4 separate regions of the Mus musculus genome follow, and all the other regions are linked to region 2. The links are chromatin contacts, called in public ChIA-PET maps. All regions are on one chromosome and are shown on one strand. The core of a region is the stretch at or near the end of the contact, and the rest is flanking DNA. Distances in the headings are between cores, read along the strand shown. Region 1 overlaps Batf (basic leucine zipper transcription factor, ATF-like). Region 2 overlaps Nek9 (NIMA (never in mitosis gene a)-related expressed kinase 9). Region 3 overlaps Jdp2 (Jun dimerization protein 2). Region 4 has its middle 27 kb from the start of Batf.

Region 1 (6,922 bases), core at 3,946-6,445, 400 kb before region 2:
TGATCAGAAAGGAGAAGTGGAACCACCCAGGGTCATTAGAAAGTGGGGAATGAAAGGGGAAGAGGAGTCACTGCTGAGAGATGGGAACAGCGCACGTGAGATCGCATTTCTAGTTCTGGCCCCAAGTCTCATTCAGAAGATGCCCGGGCCAGTCATGTGTCTTGTGCGGGATTTCTAGGGGGAAATCACCATGCTACAGCAGGGGTGAGGGGAGACATCTCTGACTGGAAGGAAGCCTGCCTATGAAAGGCCAAGTAGTGGTCAGCTGCAAAGAAAACTGGACCTAGAGTTCTGTGTCTCAAGATGATGACAGATGACACACGGGGCACCTGAAGTGAGTGGTTTCATGCTGGGGCCGCTGGGTGGGATAGAGGGGCCAGGACCCCCAAATCCTGGTCCTGTAGGGAACTGAAGAGAAGGCCGCTCTCCGTCACAAATCCCAGACATATGGAGCCTCTGCTCTGGAAGGGGGGGAAGCACCAGTTTGCCGTTTTGATGGGAGACCAAAGATTAGGATTCCAGAGATGGCACTGAAGGACAAGGGGGTACTCAGTGGCGGTAACCTGAGCAAACTCTGAATCAGGCTCAGCCTATATCCTAAGCAGACTCTGAATCAGGCTCAGCCTAGCCCTACTCTGGGGCATGCAGAGGCAATGGCTTCCAAGATGAGAGCCCACTCTGTCCCTACCACCATGATTTGCTCTGAGATCCTCTCATAGACAGGTCACAAGGAAGTCATAGGCAGGAGGCAGGTTAGTCAGGCCTCTATGAAGTTTAATGCTCACATCAGCTCAACACTGCCCTTATTCCAGGGGGTAAGAGACACCTGGGCAGGGACCATCAAAATGAGGCTTTAGGGAAATCAGAGTCACTAACCAACAGGTCAGGACTTGGCTAACAAGCACAGGGCCGACTCCTCCTTCCCCTTCATGAGAGCATGGCAGTTGAAGGTGGCTTCTACTGATTCTGCTATTCTGAGGGATTACGGGCTGGGCCTACAACAGAGCCCTGGCCCTGGGTTATCTACCTCATTGGTGCCCAGCCAGTCAGCAGAGACTATGGAGAAGGACAGGCTCCAAAGCAACCTTGGAGGAGACGGCTGTTCTTGCTTCTGGGCACTGTTATGGGTAAAGGCATAACATGAAGACCAACAGATGTGTGGCCTGGGGACTTCTGAGAAACAGGTGGACATCAAAGGGAAATGAAGAACACTGGTTTCTACCAGATGTCCAAATTGAACACAGCCCTGAGCTACTCAACCTTGGGACACTCAGTGTACAGGTTGAGTGTCCTATTTCTAAGGGCGTCTTTGGCAGGGTGTGGCAAAAGGTTACCTACGGCCTTGAATGGGAGGTGCTGCGTTTGTGTTACCCATATTCCTGGCATGGAACCTGCCACAGCATCCTTGAGACTTGACTGTAGGGCTGCAGCAGCCAACCAGGAAGGTGTACAAGTGGGAGAAACTGAGATTTCCCTGACCTGTCTTATACAGCCCTTTCTCTAACTGTAGAGTGACTGGCTCCACCATTTAGAGAAAGCACCGTGCAAGAGGCACGGCTGGGGGGGGGGGTGTCACACTGTGGAGGAGTGTGAGGGAGATAGCTAGAGGTTGAAGATGATTTGAAGAGACCAGCTTCCCAAACAGGGAACAAAACATGGAGCAGACAGCTAAGTGGAATTCATAGAGTCTGGAAGAGCTCCCTGAAGCCAAGAAGGAAAACCAGGTGCCAAATCAAGAGAAAGTAGTTCGCACGATGCTGATGGGAGAAGTGAGGGAAGCCGCTTTCCAGGGCTGGTTTTTTAGAAAATATTTATTTAGAAAACTATCCACCCCCTGCCCTCCTCCCTCTGTGCTGTGTATTTTGGGCATCATTCATGACAGTCCAGGGTTGACTTGTCATTTTTTGGGTCCAGTACATTGGCTCGACTTCCCTGGGAGAGTCCAGTACATTGACTATACTTCCCTGGGAGGCCTTAAGTCCCTCTGACCACTACAGTTCTTGTGTTCAATACTTGTCCAGGCCTCTGCCACTGGGCCTCTGGGTAGAGGTATGAGGGCAGCCCGGCCTCAGTTTACATGCCCCTCCAAGGGATCACGGGAGTAGCATCGCCCTTCTTGTCCAGAAGGTCAGGGCTGGAAGCGTGGCGAGCTGATGTGAGGCTGGTGGAAGGCATGGGCACTGTATACCACCTCGGGGGGCGAGGGGGTGCCACTGGCCAGCACGGAGCACAGGGGCTCGTGGCTGCTCAGCACTGATGTGAAGTACTTGAGCTCCTCGGTGAGCTGTTTGATCTCTTTGCGGAGAGCTGCGTTCTGTTTCTCCAGGTCCTCACTCTCCTGTAAAGAGACAATCGGCATGATGACTCGCGTCGGGGGTCGGGGGAAGGTTGGTGGTACATGATGGCAGAAAGGTGGTACACAGGGAGCTAAAGTTTTCTATTAGCACAGCCATGAAGAGGGCAACTGAGAATTCCTGTGCACACATACACATACACATAGATTTGTATGTGGGTGTGCGTAAGTATAAGGTTGACCCGTGGGCAACTGCTGATTGCTGTCTATTTTGACTAATAGGAATAGCAATTTCACCTAAGATGTCTCTTCCCTGTCACTATAAGAAAACTCCAGGAGGCTGGGTAGTTTATTTAGATCAGAGTTCTGAAGGTTTAAGGACATGGTGGCTGAGGGGTGCATGATGGGAAAATGGATGGGCAAGTGGGGAGCTTAGAAAAGGAGCTTGTGTATAAGAGAGAGGGGGTCTCTTTAACAATCCACTTACAATAACCAGTCCCATCCCCTCACTAGTGAGAGACAAGCTGGGAGTGGTGGCACAGTCCTGTCATGAAGCACGGGGAGGCAGGAGGATTGGGGGTTTGAAGCCAGCCCAGGCTAGAAAGGAAATACAGAGAGACAGTCCCTTGTCACCCTGTCTCTAAATGGATGAGTATTCTCAAGGGCTGGGAGATATGCCTAGTGTGAAGAAGCAATGGAGCCCTAGGTTCAATCTGCAACACTGAAAAGGAAGGAAAGGAGGGAAGAGAGAAGGAAGAAAAACAATAGAAGAGAAACTGAGAAAGACATTAGTACTTTTTAGTGACACAATCCCCCCTTGTGGCCACCACCACCCCTCAACTCTGTTGTTTCACTAGGGATGAAATACACATACAAGTTTGGTAGGGACAAACCTCAGAAAACCTTGCCGTGGTGTGTGTGTGTGTGTGCGCACACACACACACACGCACGCACGTATGCACCTCTAGGTTGGCAGTCGGGCCAGCCCCAGGTAGAGGAAAGCAGTTTGTGCCTCTTACTCCCCAACACACGCCAAGTGCCTTGTGTCTGTGGTTGCCTCACGCGCTCTGCCTGCTTTGCTCAGGTGCTAGGGTGCTTATAGCCTTTCTGAATATTGAGGATCTACGATGGACTTGGCATTCTATTCTGCTCCCTCCTGGGTTTTGCGATCCTGTTCCAAACCATCCATAAGCCTTGGACAATACCCAGAAGACACTATGAGCTTCCCTACACCTGTAAATCTCTGATGAAGTTTATTAAACATAGGAAGCGATTATCAATAAATAAACACAGAATGGAACATTTATGACAGTATACTATAGCTGGAGTTATTTTAAAACGTATGAATTGTTTATCTCTGGAACTTTCCATTCAGTATCCTCAGACCACAGTTGACATTGGCTAACTAAAACCATAGAGGGTGAAACTTCAAACAAGGAGGAGCCCTGTACTCTGTGCAGAGGCAACAAGCGCTTGGTCCAGAAATGTCTTCCAGTGTTGTGGGGACTGCGTCATTTACCAGCCACCACAGCACTGGGGCATAGAAGTTGCTGAGAAACAACAACTTCTCCAGATAATGGGGTTCCCGGACCTGAATAAACAGAACCTTGCCAAGTCCTGGGGGCCTCCCCCAAGTCCCCTGAGAGGCAAAGGAACCTCATTTCAGGCCAGAAGCTTGCAGGCAGCTCTTCTGCAGATCTGGGATTTGGGAAGAAATTTGGACTCTGGAATCTGGGCTTTTCTTTTCCATGTGTGTGCACACATGTATGGGTGCAGGTGCACGCATGTGTGACACGCACATGGAGGTCAGAAGAACTCCCACGGGCACCGTCCACATTTTGTTTGAGAGAGGATGTCTCATTACCTGGAACTGCCAGTGGCCCTCGGGCTTTCAGGGATCTGCCTCCAATCTCGCCATCGCCCACATTCCAGCCACGTGCTCCCCCCGCCCCACTTTTTATATGGGTGCTTGAGAACACAATTCAGGTCCTCCGTTAGCACTTTACCAACGGAGCCAACACCTCAGTTCTGGAAATCTGAGCTTTTAACAGGTGTCTTAGGTCGTTTTAACGCCCGGGCAAGTTTAAAAACCCTATTAAATATGATACAAATAATTAAAGCCTGCTTTAATTATTTAAGCATGTATTAAATGCCCGTTTAAGCTCCAAGTGAACTTAAGTGTTTGTGGACTGACTGGCTGATAACATCAATTGTTGGCATGAGAATGTTGACTCAAAAGTATAGTGGTTAGCAGATGTACGATAACTTGACATTTAAAATTAACCCTAAATGATCCAGCAGGAGTGAGCTGCAGGCTAAGGAGAGATGGGATTTATCAGCTATACTGCCAATCACGGAAACTCAGTACAGTCGGGGTTTCTCTTTTAAGTTGTGGAGGAGCAGAGGACCCTGACATTGCTCATCAAGACAGCTTCCATTTCTTTTGAAGGTCATATGGGAAGGCGCTGAGCCTCAGCGACACTTTGAATGCTCTCTGAGCTAACCAGGGCCCCTAGTCTGGTGCAAAGGAAACCCCCATCTCAAGCGGGCTGAGGGAAGCCGACAACTGGATGCTCAATCCCTGGCTGCTGCTGTTCCTGCAGGCTGAGGCCAGCTGGGCATTTCGCTGGTTTTTGTTTTCTGGCACATCCCAGAGGGAGGTCAGCCTTTTACCAGGAAGGCAGCGCCCCGTTACTGAAAGGTGGGCGAAATGAACCTGGTGGAGCGGTATGCTAAGACGGGAACTGGGGCCCTGAGTCCTGGCCCTTTCCTCGCCCCCTCTGAGAGTTTCCACTGGTTACACCATTTACTGTAAGTTCCGTGCTCCGAAGAGCCTGGGCAAACCCCAAGGCAGCAAGGAGGGACGGACTGGGTGGGCGGGCTCCGATCGTCTCCCCGCCTAGAGGCCGGCCTAGTTTTCGGGAAGTGACTGCAGGGCAAGTCACTAGCAGGCGCTCTGCGGAGCTCCCGCTGGCCTTCTCCTGTCACCTCCTGGGCCTACAGATGCCAAAGCCCACGCTGGGGTAGACCTGACTAACCACTGCCTGCTGCCTCTCACCATGAGGCAAAGTGTGTCTTTACCTCTTAAAGCCAGACGGCTGCTTGCAAGAGGAATGTCTGTAAGCTCGGAGCCTTGCAGACACTGGCCACTCCCTAGAGAAAGAATGACTTGTAGGAGGAAGTGGCTGCTTTGGGCCCCATCCCTCTAAGCTGTAGAGGGCAGCAGGGCCTCTGGAGAGGACTCATCTAGCTAAAGGGACAGTTGGGGTCAGCTGTTTATCCACAAAGACAATGACTATACCCCTACCCAACTTCCGGGTGTGAGAAGGGACGGAACTCAGTGAGGGAGAGGGGTGAGGGTGTGTGTGTGAAGGAAATGTCCTTCTACTAGGCAGTGTGGAGATCAAGCGAGCCTGCCTCCCTCCCTGCTCCACCTTAGCCTGCTCTCTTCACCTTTCAGAATGTGGTTAGGCCCATCAGGGTTCTCACAACGGCTGCTGCAGTCAGTATAGCCATCCTACCAAGGAAACCAATTGAGACCTGGAGCAAAACCATACTGCCTGGGTCCCTAAAAACAGGCTGGTGGCAGCAGTTATGAGAGGTGCTGTGGTCCTCATGTGTGTCTCCTCAGAAGCACAAAAACTTCAAATGCTGGATCCAAAGACCCATAGCCAGGAAGATCTGGGCTCCCACTGGATTCCTCCTTTCTGCCTCTCCTGTATTGAGGGTCTGACTATAGGAGCAACGAGAAGTCCTCAGCCCCCTGTGCCCCCAGTGCCCTCCCAAGGGATAGCAGCACAACATCACATAATACCACGGGCTGAGTTGGCCACGCCCCTGAAGCCACAGAATCGCCCACTTCCATCTGCCACCCTGGAAGAGCACTCCATTGAAGCGTCATCTTTCAACATGAGCCAGCCCTGGCTCCATGACCATGGTGATCATTGGTGGTCTTGGCTGCGTGGCCCCAGGAGGACTCTCTTTTCCTATTGGATGCCAGCTGCTTCGCCTGAAGGCAAGATGACTAGTCCAAAAAGATCCTCAGCTGGAGCCTGCTATTCCTGACATTGGGTCCTCCAGGGAGGACTAGTATTGTTGGTGACAGGTTCTAACTAACTAGATCTGGGTTAACCTTGCCATTTGGTGGTTATAGGCTACACGGGGTGCCCGTTGGGCAGCTAATGTCGACAGCTACAGGAATGGGGGTGTCTCCAGTTTCCCCTTGAATTTTCCAATATTTCAGATTCCAAATTGGCTACCTAGATGTATTAGTAGACTAGCGCCTGTAATCTCCTCCCCAAGCCTTTTGATATTTTTGTGCATGTGCCTATGGGTGTGTCTGGCACCACAATTTAAATAGATGTGCATATATGGTACACACATATTTTATTTTTTTGAGAGTCTTATTGGAGCCTAGCTGGACTGGAACTGACTGTGAAGACCTGGCTGGTCATAAGCTCACAGAAATCAGCCTGCCTCTGCTTCCTGAGTGCTGGGGTTAAAGGAATATGCCTCATGACACCCACCCTTTTGTATATTTTATAGCTATCATCATATTTAATCTTGGTAACACCACTGCATAACACACCCTTTTACAAAAGAGGAGAAACTGAGGCACAGAAAAGTTAA
Region 2 (7,055 bases), core at 2,218-4,717:
AATCTATTATTCCCATTTAATAATGTTATGTCTACATTTGTGTTTTCTTGAGAAACGTTTAGTAATTCTTTTAAAAGAAAATTTCCAAATGCTTTTTGCATACAGAGTACTTTGAAATTCATGATAAAAGCATGGCTTTTATAAACCTTAGTCCTGCACTGCCCTTGACTAGTTTAATCAGGATCTCTGGGGCCAGGTGTAGGTATTGCTACCTTGTACAGCTTCCGTGCTGCTTCTGGTGAGCACAGAGATAGAGAATTCCCAGTGCAGCACTGAGCACAGTAGCTCAATAGCGTTTCACTTACGAGACTGACTTCTAAATAGTGAGTTCTGAGTTACTGAGGGTCAGGAATGACAGGGACAGTTTCTTCCCTGACCCGTCTTCTTCACCCTTCCTCCCAGTGTCTGTACAAAGTGCTTACCTACTGCACATTTTTCCTCAGAGAAAGTGTTGAATTCCAAGACCATCCGTTCCAATAGCAGTGGCCTGTCCATCGGAACTGGTAAGCAGTGGAGCCCCAGGGACCAGCTTGGTCTTTGGGTTGAGAGGAAAGGTTGTATTTTGGTGAGTGTTGAGGTTTTGGCATTGTTATCAGGGTGACTTCATCTTCTTGCCTGCATCACATACTTGTGATACAGTTAAGAGACTTGTTCCACATTGTAATGGGACATTTGTATTCCTTACCATCCCATGAGCCTTTACTTCCATAGTATTCCAGGCAGTCTAGTCTTTCTATAGCACTTGGGAGGCAGAAGCAAGTGGATTTCTGTGAGTTTGAGGTCAGATGGTGCATAGTAAGACCCTGTCTTCAAAAACCAAACAAAATTTACCTTCAAAATAGGCCCTCTGAAGGAAAAGTCAGTTACTAGCTTTCAACTTAGGAAAATCAGCCTAAACCCTCTGGTAGCTTTCCACCTGTGAGAAGTCATGGATGTGCCATTATTTCAGAATCCATCTTCTTATTTTGGGGAGACTTAAGGGGTGCTTGGCTCAATGCTGAACAACTTTTTACATAAGACAAATACTAGTGGAGGACACTTCAATGTATTTACCTGCCAGAGATGCACTAAGATTTAGAAAATAGACATGAATTCTGGTGATTGTAACACATACCTTTATGTAAGCCTGGCATGGTGGCACATGCTTATCATCCTAGCACTAAGAAGTAGAAATAAGTGCAGTAGTAAGGTCAGAGGTTCAAGGCCAGCCTGGGTGGCATGAGGATCCTTCCTGTCTCAAGAATTAAAATTTGTAAACTGGGTGTTGGTGGCGCACACCTTTGATCCCAGCACTTGGAAGGCAGAGGCAGGCGGATTTCTGAGTTCCAGAGGCCAGCCGGATCTTCAGAGCAAGTCCCAGTACAGCTAGGGCTACACAAAGAAACTTTGTCTCAAAAAGCCAAAATAAGGAGAGAGAGAGAGAGAGAGAGAGAGAGAGAGAGAGAGAGAGAGAGAGAGAGAGAAGAGAGAGAGAAGAGGAAGAAAAAATGTAGGCCCATAAGATGGCTCATGATGAAAGGCTTATACTGCCATCATGACAATTTGAGTTCAGTCCTGGGACTCACGTGATAGAAAAAGAGAATTAACCTTTACAGTACAGTGTATACACACATGCCCACATCCACACACATAATAAATCAATGTGATAACTTAAAAATACTGTGGAGCTGGAAAAACAATCCAGCAGTTAAGAGTGCCTGTTGCTTTTACAGAGAACTGGGGTTTGGTTCCTAGCACTCAAATGACTGCTGACAACCATCTGTAACTCCAGTTGCAGAGGATCTGACACCTTCTTCTGGCCTCCAAGGGCAATGCATGTGCATGGTACCAGACATACATGCAGCTGAAACCACCCATACCCATAAAATTTTTTTTAAAAAATCTTTTTAGAATAATTTTTACAAATTCAAATGCTATCTATGTAAAAACAATTTAGTCTCAAATATTTGTTTGAACGTTCCACTTTGTGCAATTCTAGGACCTTCTGTGGGGGTGAATGAGGTGTCAGATGCTAAATCTCTGTGGCCTAACGAAGCTCTTTCTTTCCTATGCTACACATCTACCAGTGGTTCAGAGCTCCAGCCCAGGAGGTGGCATTGGTGGTGGTGGTGGTGGTGGCGGCGGCGGCGGGGGTGAAGAGGAAGACAGTCAACAGGAATCTGAAACTCCAGATCCAAGCGGAGGCTTCCGAGGAACAATGGAAGCAGACCGTGGGATGGAAGGCTTAATCAGTCCCACGGAGGCCGTGGGAAACAGCTGTGGGGCTAGCAGCTCCTGTCCTGGCTGGCTTCGGAAGGTAATGCCCTCAGAACAGATGCTTCAGATAAGCCTGTGACAGGAGCTAGTGAGGGCTGCCAAGGTCTCAGTTTCTAGTGCCCTACTAATTGAGACAGGAGTCAAGGCTTCACTTTCCCACCCGTGAAGACATCTGTGTTTTGTTTTAAAACGGGGTCTCAGTTTGTAGTCCTGGCAGGCTTAGAACTCAAAGAGTTCCACTTGTCTCTGTTTCCCAAGTGCTGGGACTAAAGGCAGCCTGGAAGGAGGCCTCAGTGCCTTGCCGTCAAGCTTCCTGACCAGCAGACAGTGTGTGTAGAATTGTGTTGGGAAATGAACCAGATACAACTTGCTGAACTTGAGCTAGCATCGCTGAAGTTTGGTTCCAGGTTAGGCAATATATGTGGTCAGCCACCATTCTGTACCACTAGAGGGCGCTGCTGTCACAGCAGCGTGAAAGTGAAAGCTACAAAGACCGTGGGAGAAAGGAACTTGCTGCAGCCAAACTGGTGAGATTCTTTCTTGTCTGCCTAGGAGCTGGAAAACGCAGAGTTCATTCCCATGCCTGACAGCCCCGCTCCCTTAAGTGCGGCGTTTTCACAGTCTGAGAAGGACACGCTGCCCTATGAAGAGCTGCAGGGACTCAAGGTCGCATCTGAAGTTCCTCCGGAGCCCCAGCGTGCAGCAGGAGCCTGGGTAACTGACAGTGGCTGTTTGTGCCTGGGCTCTCCTGGCTTCATCATGTCCTCTCACTTTCGGGGCCAGTGCTGCACTGTCCTGGCAGTTGCCGCTCTGCCTTCCAGCACAAGAGGGTCATTTCTTCCTTTCTTCCTCAGGAGTACTAAGCTGAACCATGAATTTCCAAATGGTCTTTTTGTTGTGACGGTTTGTTTCTTTATGGGGCAGGTTCTGTAGCCCAGCCAAGGATGGAGGATGACCTTTAACCTCTGTTACTCCTGCCTCTATCTCCCTCCCAGATGATGATATAGACATGTGCCACACACCCAGTTATGCAGTGTGGGGTCCAGCCCAGGGTTCTCTACATGCTAAGCAAACTCTTCACAGATAGCCACGTTCCTAGGCTCCAAACTCAGTTTTAATGGCACCATGAGTGTTAGCTGAGCTGTATGTAAGAAGCAATGCCTGGAGTCTGCTGAAAGAACAGCATACAGCCAGCCTGGGTAGAAGTGAAACTGTAAATCAGTTCTAAACCAGAGGGCACCACAGATCTAGAGAAGCCACGGCATCGTCACATGACTTTGTGGGCTGTTTAACCCTTTGCAGCTACAGCTCTGACGTCATAGCACAAAGCAGTCACAGATGCAGATTGAGTGTCTCTTGCCCAGATGAGTGGGACCCAGAAGTCTTTCAATCTCACATTTTGGTGTATTTTGGAATATCTGTATATACATAATGCTGTGTAAACATAGCTTAAAGGCCATTTTGTGGTTGGAGGTTATTTTGTGTCATATTTTAATATACCTATTCTGGACTGCAGGCCGTCTATCTCAGGAGCTTAGGTGTGATATTTCCCTCATGGTATCGTGTCAGTGCTCACACAGTGTTGGACTTAGGAGCAAGTAGGCTTTTCAGGCTAGCGGTGTTCAGCCTGTGATACAGAATGGATGAGTCCCCAGCTAGCATTTGCTAACCTGCTATTCATCTCATTTTTATTTAATTATTATTTTGCTTTTGAGGCAGGGTTTCTCTGTGTGACTCTGGCTTCCCTGGAACTCACTCTGTACACAAGGCTGGCCTCAGACTCACAGAGATTCGTCGGCCTCTGCCTCCCAAGTGCTGGGATGAAAGTGTGCATTCCACACCTGGCTCTGACCTGCTAATTTTAAAAGTGTATATGGGAGAAAAATCCCAACTAGAATAACTGAAAGCCTTCCCAGGAGAGTGGCAACAAAGCCCTTAAAACCTGAGAGTAAACCTTTCCCCTCCTGGGTTGGCCTTCTTAAATTGTCTTGTCAGTGTTCTTCACAAACTCTTCTCGAATCTCTGACACAGTGTGACCAACTACATTTTATGAACCTCACTCACTTGATCAGAACTTCACTTCAGCACTTCAGCACTTTAAAGTAGAACATATTAAAGTAAGAATTGCCGGGCATGGTGGCACATGCCTTTAATCCCAGCACTCGGGAGGCAGAGGCAGGTGGATTTCTGAGTTCATGGCCAGCCTGGTCTACAGAGTGAGTTCCAGGACAGCCAGGGCTATACAGAGAAACCCTGTCTCAAAAAACAAAAACAAAAACCAAGAAAGTAAGAGTTTTGTAAAATCCTCCCAAATAGATGATTCTGCAGCAGCACTAAACACTGTCCTGTTAGTACCAAGTGCCACTGGAATCCAGGCTTTTTTTTTTTTTCCTTCATTTGCACCTGTTTTTGCGTATTTTTGTATTATCTTGCTGGTTAACGGAAACTGTTTGTACTGGGGAGCCATGGCAGATCCTGTGCATTATCTCCTCCTTGTCCCTAGCCCCCTCGGCTGGATCCTGCAGTGCCGTGTGTTGGGAAAGCCCTGACCTCTGCTGCTTGTGCGTGCAGTGCTCTGCAGGTGGAGGTTGACAGGTTGCAGGCTCTGGTGTTAAAGTGTCTGGAAGAACAGCAGAAGCTCCAGCAAGAAAACCTCCAGATGTTTACCCAACTACAAAAGCTCAACAAGAAATTGGAAGGAGGCCAGCAGGTGAGAACATCCATTAAAAGAGTAATTGAATTCTAAATCTGCTTTGAAAGGTCACAGAAACAAGCTGCAAAGTAAAAGTAGACTTAGCTCTTTGTGACTCCCTGTCTCTCAATGATGGGACTTTGAACTTGATTCCAGGAGCCCTTGGACCTATCTAGCTTATTATAACACCTAACTTCTATTGGTTTTTTTTGTTACTAATTGTTTGGCTTTTCTATTTTTATTGTGAAAATGTTTAAACATTATAACAAACACCCATATGCCTACCATATAGGCTCAGTAATAGTAATAACAAATTACTTCTTTTGGTAGGTATGTATACATTCTTTTTTTTTTTTTTTTTTTTTTTTTTGGTTGGATGGTTTGTTTTGTTTTGTTTTGAGACAGGGTTTTCTGTGTTTCTGGCCTTCCTGGAACTCTCTGAGTAGACCAGTCTGGGCTTGAACTTGGGAGATCCTCCTGCCTCTGCCTCCTGAGTGCTGGAATTAAAGGCGTGCACCACTACTACCTGAGTACATTCTTATTCTAACCATTTTATTTGTATATTTGTGCAATACTGGGGATTGAATCCAATATCTTACACATGGTAGGCAAATGCTTGATACTGAACTACATCCCTAGCCCTTGATGAACCATTTTAAAGTAGATTCTAAAAAATGGCTTAAGGTTGGGGCTCAGCTTAAGGCTCAGCTAAGAAAAGCACTTGCCATATAAACCTGACAGTCTGAGTTCAGTCCCCAGAGCCCACAGTGGTGGGGAAGAGTTCCCTCCCTCCCAGCAGATGTCCTTCTGCCTGCACTCAGTGGCATGAGCACACACGTGCTCTTTCTGAAAACTAGAAAGTAGAATTCCTGCTTTCCTGGGTTCAGGTTAATAGCTTGGGAAAAGCATTCTGCATATGATGCTTCTGGGTATCCCTTTATCTCAGTTCAGCTAGAAGGGAGGGAAGAGTCATTCCTTGGCTCTGCCTTTCACCCCTAACGTGAGTTTGGACTTCTTACTTTGTGACTACAACCTACTGTGTAAGGTTGTTTTGAAGATTAGGAGAAACAATGTCTGAGAAACACTTCAGAAGGTTATATTGGCAGCTGTAGCACCCACACACCAAGATTATTTTATCCAGGACTGGTGGAGTGGCTTGGTTGGTTGGTTGGTTGGTTTTTATTTTTGTTTATGAGACAGGCTCTCACTTGGTAGCCCTGGTTTGTCTAGAACTCAGTATAAGACCAGGGTGCCTTCAGACTCATGGAGACAATCCTCCTTCATGCTTCTGCCTCCTGGGTGCTGGAATCAAAAGTGTGCACTGAGACCCCCAGCCAGTTCACTTTTCATACTACATCCCCCAAATGCTGTAGAGCTGGACAAACCAGAGCAGCTGTTGCTCTACTGCCTAAGTGTAAAGATAGAGCCTGTTTCCAAGGCAGTGCCGCCAAGCCTTCCGTAGACTGACAGCAAACCCTGAGAGGTCAGACGCTATTGAAAGCAGCCTGGTGCCGTGGCCAGGCACTGTAGCTAATGTGGAACTGCTTTGTCTGCACAGGTGGGGATGCACTCCAGAGGAACCCAGACAGCAAAGGAAGAAATGGAAATGGATCCAAAGCCTGACTTAGACTCGGAGTCCTGGTGCCTCCTCGGAACAGACTCTTGTCGACCCAGCCTCTAGTCTCCTGAGCCCACATAGCCCTCAGGAAACTGGGACCCAAAGAACTTCACCGCACACTTACTGAGTGCAGAGAGCAGCTTTCCTGGCTTTGCTCACTTGCAGACACAGAGTGCAGGGCAGAAGGAGGCTCAAAAGCACTTTCCTTGTTCATTTGGAGAGTGGCATTGCCTTTTAGATAGGATCTAGGAGTGATTTTACTGTGTGGGAGAATGGAAGGGTCCTGTGGACCTGGCTTTGTCATCAGTGTTGCCATAGCAACAGCAGCTCTGTACCTCATCTTCTGAGCCCACCTTTGAAGAGGAGACACAGCACTCACCTTAACTGCACTGGTAGCAGCTCATTTTCTGTTTATCATTCTCATCACTAATTGGAAGCTGCTTTGGGATTTAAGCACCAGGCATTGCACATCTGGATGGATGAAGGAAA
Region 3 (6,431 bases), core at 230-2,729, 320 kb before region 2:
AGTCATCTGCCTGTCCTCTGCTTCCTTCCTGAACTCCACCTCAGACCTGCCCGACTGGAATCTGTCTGTAATCTGATTCCCGGGGGGACTTGTGGGTATAGGAGTTTGCTCAGAGGGCCATGGTGAGCCCTTGGCCAGTCTTCCTACAAACACATTTCTCTTCTGGTTGTGCTCTTTTTGTAAGTACTGCCCTCTGCCTGACTGTTCAACCAAATGCAAACCTGAAATCACCTTAATCCCACCCCACCCCACCCGGCAGCCCATTTAACAGTCTGCAGGGATCCTGCCTGTAAGCACCAGAGGATCAGATGACCATCACCACAGCCTCTCCCAATCAGACCCTCCCAGCTGAGCCCTTCACCACCGCAAAGGCTCCCGGGAGGCCTCCCCTGGCTAAAATGTCAGTCATCTCTGCTTTCAGCCCTCCACAGCCTCCATTACCTATAGCACAGACCTTTGTCTGTTACAGGGCCCAGTGGGAGAAGGAAACCGTCTCTGACCGGCTCTTCCATAGCCTGTCTTCTTTTGACCTTTGACTTCAGCAACTGGGGCCTCCTGTCTCATCATCAGAGCACAGTGCTCTTCCCTGTCCCCAGGTTCTCCGAGTGCTGTCCCTTCTGCTGGGACTCCTTGCTCTACATTTCACTGCCACCTCAATGGAGAGTGCCTTTCTTCTTATCATCTTCCTGTCTGTTTCCTTCCAGGGGCTTTTGATGACTTGTGCTCACCTCTCTCACGTATGCTTCTGTCTCTGGTCACTTTTCCCTGAGGTTATCAATCTATTGATAGTTACTCTACCTACATAAATATCTTACCCTCTCTCTACTGCCTTCACCCAGATGAACACCCTGTGGAAGGAAAGGGCCTTCAATGTATATTCATGAATTAAATCAAGAATAGTTACTTCTTGCCAGTCGTTGATGGCACACACTTTTAATCCCAACACTCGGGAGGCAGAGGCAGGAGGATCTCTGTGAGTTCAAGGCCAGCCTGGTCTACAGAGTAAGTTCCAGAACAGCCAGGGCTACACAGTGTGATCTTGTCTCAAACAACAAACAAACAAACAAACAATATTTACTTCTCCATCTTTGGGGTTCTCTAGCACAGCTCTCTACCACCTCTCCCTTTATAGACAAAGCTGTTGGTATGATCGGTGACAGTTCAGGGTTCAAATCTAGATCTTTTGCCCCTGGGGCCCAAACATTTATGCTCTATGGAAAGGCTTATGGTCTACATGTGTCACACACACACAGTCTTTTCAGCCATGTCCTCTCACAATGGGAACATGTAGTCACAACCGAAGCTTCTACTTCTGACAGCAATGTTCGTTCTGCTTTCTCCTCTTTGGGTCTTTTTAAATTAAAAAAAAAAAAACCCAAAAACCAAAAAAACCACTGCCCGTACAGTGAAGAGGAAAGGGTAACAGCTGCAGAGCTGCAGAGCTAATGGAAGGGCCCCTCCCGCTCTCTTCAGCTTAGTCTTCACCTTTGATCATGTTCCTCGGGCCACACACTTTGCCTCGGTGGCCACATGAGACTGACGTGTGACATCTGACATTTCCAAAGCAGTTTCAAAATTATGTCTCTTGAAGGCTGGGGCTATGACTCAGTGACAGTGTTTGCCTATGGTGCAGAAGGGCCCCAGCTTCACCCTCAGCACTGCATGAACTGGTCGTGGTGGTGCACACCTGTAAAGTGGAGGCAGGGGGATCAGAAATTCAGTCATCGCTGGCTACAGTATCTAGGCCAAGGTCAGCTTAGGCTACGTGAGACTCTCTCTCTCTCTCTCTCTCTCTTTTTTTTTTTGAGAACAAGAAAGAAAACAGCACGTTTAACCCAAGGTGCAGGAAATACACTGACTCTCTCACAGAAGGTAACATGGATAAAGCAGTAAAGGAACATTAAGAGCAGGCAGGCAGGGGCACAGTGAAAAGCAGAAGCTAACAGTATTGCTAGAATCTGAAGGGTCTTAGGACGGTAGCACACACAGAGAGAGCCAGGCCTGGGCATGTGGGCATGGCACAAGCTGTACCATTCTTCAGGGTCGGAGATCAGATGCTCTGTTAGAAAGGCTGTGGGCTTCTGGGCGAGTCACGTGGCCTCTCTGAATCTTGACTCCTCAGTGCACAGGGATGGCACAGAGTGGGTTTGGAAGGACACAGCTCCATCCAGCCCAGAGCCTGGAGCTTAGGAAAGGCTCTGCAAGCATCTTTTTTTTGCATGTGACAAGGTAACTAAGACACCGTACATGCTCTAGAGGCACATTCAATCTTCCTCCTTGGCATGGAAAAGAGAGAGAGGGGTGCAGTGTTGGGGGAAGAGCCTTGCTGGGCTCTGGGCCTAGAGCCACTAGCCAGGCCCACAAGACTCCCCTCCAACACAGAGAAGCCACATTTCAACACCAGGGACCGTGAGCACCCTGGAAAGTAAACACCCAAATGACAAACATACCAGACATTCCCCACATAAACCGGCTGCACTGAGCCAGGGGTTCCCCTGCTCCCTACCAACAAAGTAGGATAGTCCAGAGGTGAAACTTTGGCCAGCCCAGGCCAGCTAGGCTGGGCCGACCACCTCTCCTGCAGGGATGAGGAAATCCCAGGGTCTCCCTAAAGCCTTCCAGGGCCAAGCCTCTGGCCCTCCAAAGCACTTCCAAAGGTTGAGTACTGAAAACTACCTGCCCTTGGCCACCTTTCTTCCCTAGCCAAGTCCATCTAGTGCAAGTGGCTAAGGGCTGAATCTCTGTTGCTTCTGGGCAGGGCCTCATGAGCAAGTTCACATGAATGGCTGTTGAAGACAGGGGCTGCAAACCGAAGCCACCTTTAAGAGCTAGGCTGGCTAATTAATGGTTAATAAGGGAGAGGGACTGGACAGGGCTGTGTCTGCAGAGGGATGCCCAGATTAGCATCAGCCAAGCAGTTTCAATGCTGCCCAATCTTTCAAGTTTTCAAGACTAGCTGAAGATTTTTAAACGTAAAACCTCTTGGAGATGGAGAGATGGTATAGTGGTTAAGAGCACTGACTGCTCCTCTAGAAGACATGGGTTCAATTCCCAGCACCTACATGGGAATAAAACTGTCTCCAGTTCCAGGGGACCTGACACCCTCACACAGACATACATGCAAGCAAAACACCAATGTGCATTAAATAAAAATAAAGAAATAATTTTTTTAAGAAGTAAAACCTCGAGCTGGAGAGATGGCTCAGTCAGTGGTTAAGAGCACTGACTGCTCTTCCAGAGGTCCTGAGTTCAATTCCCAGCAACCACATGGTGGCTCACAACCATCTGTAATGCAGCCAACTAATTCCACTTTGAACCGAATACCACTTGAACCAAACCAAACAAACAAACAAATCTGTGGGTTGCATGGCCTCCAGTGGAGTCTGCCACCAGACACCTGGGGTCTCATCACCACCGTCAACTCTATACAACAGCTCGCCTCTTTGGATCATGAAAACACTTAGCCAGTGCAAGAGTTCCCACTTCTCTCTGACCTTCAAGAGCACCCTCAAGGGATCCCGAGAGGGTCTCATTTACCAGTGGACAAACCACAGTCTGCAGAGGGAAAAGTCGCTTGTAGCTCTCCAGGCAGGGAAACTAGCCGATTCTGTGCCGGCCGGCTGCCTCTGTCGTGGCTGACTGGGCTAGACCTCCTCTGTGATCCTCCTTGGGCTCATTCATTCTGTCCTTTGGAGGAATGGTCACATGGCAGGAAGCACACCGACATTCCCTAGATCTCTTTTAAGACGTTTCTATTTTCACAGACTAAATGGCAAACATCTAAACCTACTCCTAGAGTGTACAGATGGGAAACTGAGGCTGGTTCCAGGTTCACACTTGGGGACAGGAACTGGGTCCTAGAGGATAAGTTCAAAGGACATTGCTGGGCTCATCCTCTTCGGCTACTTGACTGCTCTGTGTCACCTTGAATTGTTTCTTACCTTGGTCCAAGCCACTGTACCATCTGTCCCCGGACCCTGCCGGACTCTGCTGGGAGCCTCCTTTTGGTCTTCCCATCCCATGTTCTAGCTTACGTTGGGGGGGTGGGGGGCAGGAAATATCATCTCCATCAGGAAGTCCTCCTTGACTCTGAGCCCTCAGGCTGAGAAGCATCCCTCTGCACAGAGCTCCCATTCAATGCTGAACTCACCCTTGGCCCTGCTGTGCTGCTTTCTACCCTCCGAGGCTCTCTCCACAACACTGGGAGTTTCATGAAGACAAAGCCTGTGTCTTGTTGGCTTTTTGTGTGCCCAGTAGACTGCTCAACATTTGCTAAAAGGAGAGGAAATTCAATCTAGACAGGAACCTGGGAACTTTCTCCCCCTTTACAGTGACGGGGACCAGCCCTATGGCCCTCGTACAAGATCCCGAGATTCCTGCCTGACTCCTGCTCCAGTGTTTTGCTACTGCACTTTGCTGTCTGCAGAACCAGGATGTAACCATGACAAACACAAGCACCAGGCCTTGCTCCCTCAGGGCCCCTTGGCAACCCTGGGAGAAGGCTCTGTGGGAGTGCTGATGGAGGCACCAGATGCCCTGCAGGAATTCCCCAGTGCCCAGGCACAGCTGGTGCCTGTACCTGCTGGCAACAGTAGAGAGGAACACAGGGCTGGACACTAAACCCCAGCCTGAGGTTATGGAACAGACAAACCCCTAAAATTCTATATCTCCATGCGTCATGAGGCCGCATGCTCAGAGTGGGAAGCAAGCATGCCCAGGTCCCGGGCAAGACACTGGCAGGCCAGGCAGAAGGCTACTGTCTTCTGGGAAGAAGCATATATATATATATATATATATATATATATATATATATATTTTTTTTTTTTTACAAATTAGTAGACCTTTATGAGTTGTTAGACCAGTGCCACAGACTCACCCATTAAACTAACGTATCTTCTCACTACCCCTCACCAAGAAGTAATGTCCTTGGCCTTCTACCCACAGGGGGGAAAAATCTCCTCTGGGTCAAGAGAGAACCTGTAAAACAAAAGGCTGCTAGGCGTGGGCTGATTTACAGCACACACAGGAGGGAAGGGCCATTTTCGAAAAAAGCCACTCAGAACAGCCTGTTTCCAAGGCTAAGAAAAGACAGCATTGTGTTTGGAACAAAGCCTGCGAAACCAGGCTGAGCAGGGTGACACCCATTCACTGTTAGGGAAAGAGCAAACATGGCTACCAGGGAAGAGCACAGAGGAGACCCAGCAACAGCCATCTTGGCACAGACAGGGACCAGTGCTAATACGGGAGAGGAGAGCTGGCCCTCGAGTCCTATAAAGGAAGAGTGCTTGGAGAGCGGAGATTTTTGTTGGAATGAGACTATTTCAGGCTTGGTCCACACTTATGGTTTAAGGAGGGGGGGTGGTCTGCTTCCCCATCTCTAGGCCCATCAATCTATTTTTTCCCCCAGTGGACAATTACTTCCAAAGATGAGATGATTCTCATTATCCACCAAACGCAAACGAAACCGAAAACAAATGGCACGGAAAAAACACTTTTCTTCTCAAAAGTTAATAATCTAGTTGAAACTTTGTGTGTGTGTTTGTGTGTGTACATGCGCACACGTGTGCAGGCCAGAAGTTGAGATTGAGTGTCGTCCTCAATAGCTCATTACCTTATCTATCTAATCTATCATCTATCTATCTACCTACCTACCTACCTATTTATTAATAGGCAGAGCCTCTTACAAAACCTGAAGCTTGTCTAGACTGGCTGACCACTGAGGAAGGACCCTCCAGTCTCTGCCGCCTCAGCCCTGGGATCAGAGGCCTGTGCCACTACATCTGGCTTTTAAATTGGTGCCGGAGATCGGATTCAGGTCTCCATGCTTATGCAACAAGCACTCTATTGATTGAACTATCTCCCCAGTTCCAAAAATGGATTCTCTGAACAATGGTGTGTGGTGTGAAATGTCTGGAAGCCACTGGCCTACAAACTGAGGGATAAACTCTCACGCACTGACTCCCTATACCATTCGAGGGAGGCTCAGGCACTGCATAGAATATTTATGAACAGGGAGGCTCAGAAAGCCTGAGTTGGCCAAAGTCGCCCTTTTCAAGTGCCAACCCATTAAAGCCTTTGGAAGTCATTTGTCTTTCACTGTGAAGGTGAAAAACAAGGTCCCGAGCTTAATTATTCTCCACCAAGGCAGTTCCGTTTCATCTGTATGCAGGCCGTGCAGCCAAACCACAGATTTCAGCCAATTTCTCTCAGGCGCAAGAAATAGATCACTGACAAATCACTCAGCAGAACGGCCACCTCTCCATCGAGGGAACTGAACGCTGGCTAATAAAAAATTCTGCACGTGACAAGGTCAAATGAGGTCACAGTCAGGGATGCCTGGCCTGGAGGACAGAAGGATTATACCATTAGAGTGACAGTTCAGATGGGCAAGGAAGGGCCTGGGTACTAACACAGATGAAGTATGGCAGACA
Region 4 (7,166 bases), core at 1,110-3,609, 360 kb before region 2:
TCCTCCTACTTCAGGAGAAACACTGCCTTTAGCATTTGGAAAGGTGTGCTTGGTGGACTTCAGCAGTCAGGACCCTAAACAAAAACCAAATGCGGCTCCTCTGTGAGAACGTGGGCTCTCAGCGCCACTACTCAGGCCCTTTCGGGTCTGCAATGAGCTGGGATCTTTTGGAGATTAACAAGATCGACACTTCCACCGGATCTTGAAAAGGGTCACACCCGAGTACCTCACTGAATATAAATGGCCCTCAAACTCGGAAAAGCAAGCCAGTTCTAAGAAACCGGGTTCCTGGGAAACAAAATAGAAATAGAAATAGAAGAAATAGGCAGTTTGAGACAGTAGGCGTGCTGCGGCCCCAGATAGCCACTGGAGGGCAGCAAAGATATTGGTTAGAGGAGGCAAGGCTTTCCCCAGCTCAGAAGGGAATCTTAGCGGGTCTCCAATCTGGCTCAAGAAGCATCCTCTGGACCAAGGATTTAGAGTGGTCCTTAGTGTCGTTGTCAATTACAGAAAGTTGTTTGGGTTTTTGTTTTGTTTTGTTTTTGTTTTGCTTTTATTTATTTACTCTCCATTAGTTTAAATCCGGGATGGGTACAGCATCACACGGATTCTGTGTCCAATGGCCTTTGCAGGAAGGTTGCTTCGGAATTCGACACGAACCATACCACCGTTTCCGTGGGCCCGAGTTACTTTTCCCAGATCACTCTGGGTTTGTTTGGTTTGCCTCCAGGGGTCACTGTATTGTTTTTTGTTTGTTTGTTTGTTTTTTTGGGTTTTTTTTTGTTTTTTGTTTTTTTTGTTTTGTTTTGTTTTGTTTTGTTTTTGCTTTGCTTTGCTTTGCTTTGCTTTATACACATAAGCACATCTCTTGCCTAAGTAGAACTCCGTTTCATCTCGGGCATAAACACCTTCAATTTTAAGAAGAGCTGTGTGCTCTCTTTGGTTCCGGAGACCTGGCTTGTAGCCAGCAAAAATGGCCTTGCACCACAGCCTTCCAGACACACTTGCTTTTAGAAGTCCTGTTCCCAGCAGGCCTCCATAGGCGCCAAAATGGCGGAAAGAGACAGAAAGTTTTGTAATAAGAAATAAGTGAATCAGCTGGGCGTTGGTGACGCACGCCTTTGATCCCAGCACTTTGAAGGCAGAGGCAGGCAGATTTCTGAGTTCAAGGCCAGCCTGGTCTACAAAGTGAGTTCCAGAACAGCCAGGGCTATACAGAGAAACCCTGTCTCAAAAAAACAAAAAAACAAATAAACAAACAAAAAATCAAAGTAGGTGAAGAGAGTATACCCATAGCTCAATCATTGGGGAATTGGAAGCCAGCCTAGACTACTAAACAAGGTGCAGTCTGAAAACAATGTGGAAAAAAAAGGAAGGAAGAAAGGAAGAATGGAAGGGGGCTGGTGAGATGGTTCAGCGGGTAAGAGCAGACTGCTCTTCTGAAGGCCCTGAGTTCAAATCCCAGCAACCACATGGTAGCTCACAACCACCCGTAATGAGATATGACTCCCTCTTCTGGCATGGCTGAAGACAGCTACAGTGTACTTATGTATAATATTAAATAAATCTTTGGGCCAGAGCGAGCAGGGCTGACCAGAGTGAGCAAAGGTCCTAAAATTCAATTCCCAACAAGGTTCACAACCATCTGTATATCTACAGTGTACTCTTTACAAAATAAAAGAAAGAAATGAGCCGGGTGTGGTGGCGCATGCCTTTAATCCCAGCACTAGGGAGGCAGAGGCAGGTGGATTTCTGAGTTTGAGGCCAGCCTGGTCTACAAAGTGAGTTCCAGGACAGCTAGGGCTACACAGAGAAACCCTGTCTCGAAAAACAAAACAAAACAAAACAATTAAACTATTATAATTCTATCATCTAGGGAGACATAAATTTAGATACACACATAACTCGAATTTTTATTTTATAAAACTGACATCAGTCACAATATGCAAATTAGTGATCTGCTTATAAAAACACAACACATGCATCCCCATGTATGTATATGTTTTGTGCCTCTGATGGGTGTGCATAAAACAGTCACCCCAGCGTGTTTTACTTGCTCGCCTTGGACCCCTCAAGGCCAGTGCTTACTGTATCCAGGAGCGCAGAAACGGGAGCAAGGAGGTGTGCGCAGTCAGGAACAGTGTTCTCTCGGGCTGTTGGTGCCTCTGGTGGGTCTGTTTCCTGGGGTCTGTACAGAAGGGAGCTGGGAAGCTTTCTATCTGAAAATACTCCACGGTGTGTGCAGGTGTTTGGAGTTCCGTTGAGTTTCATCAAAATGAGTCACTGAAGGTGTGAACGGGCGGCCAGGTTGAAGGAGTTACCACTTCCTGGTCCCATCCGGAGACACCCTGCACCTCAAACAGAAGCAAGCGCCTTTCACATGGGCTACCAGGCAGAGGCAAACTGAGCCTTTCGCTCTCCAAACCACTTCTTTGCTTACCTCCCCCCCCAACCCCCCAAGCAAAGGCTAAGTTCCTCTAGTCAGCGGCTCGCTGTTGGGTGAGCTTCAAGCCAAAAACCCACTGAAAGTTCAGCCACGCCTGAAGGGAACCTTGAATGACAAGCGAGCCGGTACCAGGTGAAGAGGCCCCACCACCTGCATCCAGGAGCCAGGCTGCCTTATTCACACGGAGAGGGGGGGGGTGTGTGCCATGGCCCCAACAGAATTTATTGTCACATGATTCAGAAGGAGGCCTGTCTGGATTTCAGGCCCTTACATCCTGACTTTCTGTTCTCTGGTAGCAGGGCACCAGACCTTAGCATGACTGACTCCATGATGGAAATGCCATTCAGGCTGTAAAACTCATTGTGAACACACCATCACCTGCCAAAACTAAAACAAAGGCCTAACCCATCAAAGTCCACGGCTCTGGGAAAGTCTCAGAATGTAACTAACCTTACTTTTTAGTTTCTGTAGTTCCACTTCTGGCGAACTGCTCTTGTTAGCTGAAGTATGTCAACCCAAAACATGGGGTTTGTGCTTTAAAAGCCCATCCCAAGAAAGGCTCAGGGCTACACTGGGATCCCGAAAACCCAGTGTTGTCACTGGCTGGCTAATAAAGACTTTCTTTCTTTCTTTTTTCTTTTTCTTTTTTTTTCCCCAGAAACAATGGTGACTTAATCGCTAGGCACAACAACTAGAATCCTAATCTTGTAAGCCATATTCAATCTAAATCTTCTGGTGGCAAATCCGGGTGGATTTACCATATAAATTGGGGGATACTAGTAGCTACATCTTGCCTCTCGATATCCCTGTCCAAAAAGCCTAATAAAGACTTTCTATTGACTTAAATTTGTGTTGGAGCAGTCCTCTCTGGTGACTACCTGACAATGACATGAACTGGTCTAAATGGAGTCAAAGTAAAGATACAGAGAAGTTAATTAGGAAATATCAACTATGCAGTTCAGTGGGAGCAAGAGGAAGGAAGCCAAGAAAGATGATAGCCTTTAGGGCCACAGATGGGAAGATCACCAGGAACTACCACAGTCCCATGACACATAATATATTGTTTTGTTTTGTGGCATGGTCCTATGAAACCCAAGCTGTCTTGGAACTCACAATGTAGCTGAGGATATCCTTAAATTCCTTCAGTGAACAGAGCTAGGAAAAGGCAGAGGCAGGCGGATTTCTGAGTTCGAGGCCAGCCTGGTCTACAAAGTGAGTTCCAGGACAGCCAGGGCTATACAGAGAAACCCTGCCTCGAAAAAACAAAACAAAACAAAACAAAAAAACAACCCTGTGTTTTACAAAAGTGCTGGAACCACAGGCATGCTCCACCATGTCCAATTTATGCAATGCTGGCAAACCAAACCCACAGCTTCATGCAAGATGCCCTCTACCACGTGAACTATTGCCCCAGTCTGTGATGCAATGACATCAGCAGCTTTGCCTTGAATAAAGAGTTAAGGAACAAAGAACATTGAAGGAAGTGCTTTGTAAGCTAGAACACATGTCACTATCTTCTCTTTGGGGGCTTATCATTGTCTCCATGGCAACTGGGCAAGCTTCCCGGTCTGCCTCTCCACCCTATCCATGCCCAAAGGATAACTGCATGGCTTGTCATCTCTGCCCTCTTAGATGGCTTGCAATCACATAAAGATGGAGATCCCCAACCTACAACCTAGCCAAGTTAGGGTGATGGGGTGCAGGTGGGGGAGACAAGGCAGAGGGGAAGAGGCAGCCAAGGGACCCCAGACAGCAGCAGAGGAGTGATCCTCAAAGTCAGGCTCCCCCAGGTGGCTGGCAGCAGGCAGGAGCCCAAGCTGTCACAACTGTTGTACGCAGTCACCCTTCCTTCCCCGACAACCTGACTTCATTCAACCTTTCCTGCTCAAGTAGCCAGACAGTGGGCAGAAGTTCAGGACCCCGGCCTTGACTGAACTCCTTCTCTGTCCCTGACAGGCTCAGCATCTTGGGCCAGGAAGATGACCTCTCTCGACCTTTGATGTACACGTATCATCAGGTTGCACACGATGCTACATGCCTATAATCTCAGCAGTCAGAAGGCTGAGGCAGGAGGATCTCTGGAAGGGTGAGGCCAGGCTAGGCTGTAGTGCAACGGAGTCCCTGTTCCAAAAACCAAAATAAGTAAAGGAATAAACAATTATCTGTGAACTCCCTTGGTGACTGAAGAAAGCCAAGAAGTATACGTGCTCAGTGCATCTGAGTGAGACTCTTCTAAAATGTTACTAAAATGAAGTCGTACACTGACGCACCCTCAATTTGTTTTCTGCCTCTACTACTGGCCTGAAATCTCCTGGGAGGGCTGAATACCCTGCTCTGTGTTTATTTTCCTGTGACAAGCCACGAACTAAGTAGCCATGAGGCCATGGGGGGGGGGGGGGAAACCAAACGGACCTTTCACGGGGATTGCCTAAGACCATCAGAAAACACAGAGATCTCCATGACCGTTCGTAACAGTAGCAAAATTACAGGTATGAAGTAGCAGCAAAAGTAATTTTATGGCTGAGGTCACCACAACACAAAGAACTGTATGGAAGGCTCACAGCATTAGGAAGGCTGAGAGCCACGGCTTTAGGCCCTAAGGAAGTAATACATGAGGCCTTTGATACTTTTAGGGGCATGTGGAAATGTTGTGATTTCTTTCTCTGTATGATGCATGTGTGCGTGTGTGTGTGTGTGTGTGTGTGTGTGTGTGCGAGAGAGAGAGAGAGAGAGAGAGAGAGAGAGAGAGAGAGAGAGAGAGAGAGAGTGCATGTTTTCTGGCATGGGAGAGGGGGAGATCTGCGGGGTAGACACGCCACGGCAACCTCAGGTGTCTGTCCTTACCATCTCACCTTCCACCTTATCTGAGGCAGAGCCTGTTCACTGCTATGTAGGCCGGGCCAGCTGGCCCTCCAGCTTCCAGGGAATCTCCTGTCTCCACTTCCCAAGAGCTAGGCACTGCAGGAATTAGACACATGCTGCTGCTCCCACAGTTTCATGTGGGAGCTGGGGCTCTGAACTTGGGGTCCTCATGCTTAGGCAGCAAGCACTTTCCCCACTGAGCTGTCTCCCTGGCCCATAATTCCTTTTAATAGCAGGAGAAAAACTGACTATAACTCAGTCCGATTCTGTTAACATCCATTTTTTTTTTCTTTCTGCAGAAGGGACTTCTGGGCAAAGAGTCTACAGCTTAATGAAGGTCTGGAGACAAGGAGGAGAGTAGGAGGCAATCAGTAGGGACCCAGTTCCACACCAGCTGAGAACAAGTCCTGGAGGATGGTACCAAGTCATTAGTTCATTTGAAGACAGAGTCCTTTGCAAAGCCTACCTCCCAGACCAGCAGGTTACACACACACACACACACACACACACACACACACACACACACACTCCATTTCTCAGTTGTTCAATCTGTAATTCTCTCTCTAACACCCTAAGTTTGTGCTGCCTGAGGGCAAGGGGTTTGTCTATTTTCCATCTTCACATCCATGGCTGTCTTACTGTGTGCCACACGTGGTATTTTGATGGGTAGCACCCATCAGAGATTATTTCAGGCCCATTTTACAGATCAACAAACTAAAATCAAATAGTCCAGTGACTAGTCCCACATCACACAATAGGAAGTTCAGGAGCTCAGAATCAAAACCCTGGAATCTCCAGTCCACCATGGCCTGTTATCATGAGGCTTAGCCCAGAGCCTGGCAGGCCAGAGGGAGAAAGAAGCAGAAAGTGGGGTGGGGATGGGGGTGTGGTGGGGGAGCGTACAGAGGATACCACCCTTCTCTGCCACCGTAAGAAACAGAAATAAGATCCGTCCTCAAGCAGGCTGCAACATCAAGGAGGCCTGAGGCATGTCTGACGGGAAAAGTTCAGGCAGGAGAAAACCCAGAGAACAGTGTGCCAACCAATCATCCGAGGAGGCGCTCTGGGCTTCATTTCCAGGCAGCTCCCAAAGGCCCCACGAGCTACCAGAGAGCTCCGTCTCAACCTGATCAGAGCTCAGCTTCCCCACCCGCCCCTGCCTGCCTGCTCCCTTTGCAGTGTCTCCTGTGTAGACCACTTGGCATTGTACATTTCCATTTGATTTTTACAAAGACTATCTTCTCTATGACTTTAATCTCAGTACTTGGGAGACTGAGGCAGGAAGTCCAAAGTCAGGAGAGAGTTCTAAGCTAAGCTAGCCTGGACTGCATAGTGAGACCCTGTTTTAAGAACTGTATCTTTCCTAGTGAAAAAATGACACATATATTCTCATTTTAAAATTATTATCATTTTTTTTCAAGACAGGATTTCTGTCTTGACAGAGATGACAGAGTCCTGGAACTCACTCTGTAGATCAGGCTGGCCCCCAATTCAGAGAGATCCGCCTACCTCTGCCTCCTGAGTGCTAGGATTAAAAAGGTGTGCACTGCCACCGCCTCCACCACCACCACCCAGCTTCCTCATCTTATAAAAACCAAATTACAGAGCTGTGGATGCAGTTCAGTGGTAGAGTCCTTGGCTTGCATGCATAGGACCCTGGGTTTAATCCCTAGCACCGCCTAAAACCGAAGTCAAATAAAATAGACAAGCAGTTTTTTTTTTAAGTTTAAAAGCAAGCTGTGCTTCATGTAGCGCCCACATAATGTGCACAAAAACCTGTTCTTTCTACAAAAAGAAACATTAAAATAAAACCAAATATATATAAAAATGAACAAAGAAAGCCAACCATAATCTTGCC

The links. ChIA-PET counts read pairs in DNA pulled down with a chosen protein or histone mark.
Region 1: a contact with region 2 is called in an RNA polymerase II ChIA-PET map of memory CD8 T cells, with 18 read pairs. The contact joins two enhancer-like sites. A contact is called at or near these places in 2 of 115 datasets of contacts at active chromatin or transcription factors (large pre-B cells and memory CD8 T cells) and 1 of 9 other capture datasets (adipose tissue).
Region 3: a contact with region 2 is called in an RNA polymerase II ChIA-PET map of memory CD8 T cells, with 13 read pairs. The contact joins two enhancer-like sites. A contact is called at or near these places in 1 of 115 datasets of contacts at active chromatin or transcription factors (memory CD8 T cells) and 1 of 9 other capture datasets (liver).
Region 4: a contact with region 2 is called in an RNA polymerase II ChIA-PET map of memory CD8 T cells, with 31 read pairs. The contact joins two enhancer-like sites. A contact is called at or near these places in 3 of 484 Hi-C or Micro-C datasets (the G1E-ER4 cell line, bone marrow-derived macrophages and trophoblast stem cells), 3 of 115 datasets of contacts at active chromatin or transcription factors (effector CD8 T cells, large pre-B cells and memory CD8 T cells) and 1 of 9 other capture datasets (adipose tissue).

Annotation. Positions count from the first base shown.
Region 1 is chr12:85,703,959-85,710,880 of GRCm38.p6, reverse strand. It overlaps Batf (basic leucine zipper transcription factor, ATF-like), which reads right to left. Exons shown (of 3, transcript NM_016767.2): 3 at 1,794-2,338. The coding sequence ends at 2,129. Among named protein-coding and RNA genes, the nearest start is that of Batf, 21 kb to the right of the region's middle. Within about 2 kb of position 5,195, at least 326 of the 459 cell types and tissues checked have an H3K27ac peak or open chromatin away from gene starts, as enhancers often do. A contact at or near this core is called in adipose tissue and memory CD8 T cells, where this site is marked.
Region 2 is chr12:85,301,378-85,308,432 of GRCm38.p6, reverse strand. Nek9 (NIMA (never in mitosis gene a)-related expressed kinase 9) reads left to right here. Exons shown (of 22, transcript NM_145138.2): 18 at 444-503; 19 at 2,067-2,296; 20 at 2,809-2,970; 21 at 4,760-4,966; 22 at 6,507-7,055. The coding sequence ends at 6,629. Among named protein-coding and RNA genes, the nearest start is that of Zc2hc1c, 16 kb to the right of the region's middle. Within about 2 kb of position 3,467, at least 106 of the 459 cell types and tissues checked have an H3K27ac peak or open chromatin away from gene starts, as enhancers often do. A contact at or near this core is called in adipose tissue and memory CD8 T cells, where this site is marked.
Region 3 is chr12:85,619,924-85,626,354 of GRCm38.p6, reverse strand. All of the region lies in intron 2 of Jdp2 (Jun dimerization protein 2), which reads right to left. Among named protein-coding and RNA genes, the nearest start is that of Jdp2, 24 kb to the right of the region's middle. Within about 2 kb of position 1,479, at least 91 of the 459 cell types and tissues checked have an H3K27ac peak or open chromatin away from gene starts, as enhancers often do. A contact at or near this core is called in memory CD8 T cells, where this site is marked.
Region 4 is chr12:85,656,279-85,663,444 of GRCm38.p6, reverse strand. It overlaps the pseudogene Gm33312. Among named protein-coding and RNA genes, the nearest start is that of Batf, 27 kb to the left of the region's middle. Within about 2 kb of position 2,359, at least 40 of the 459 cell types and tissues checked have an H3K27ac peak or open chromatin away from gene starts, as enhancers often do. A contact at or near this core is called in memory CD8 T cells, where this site is marked.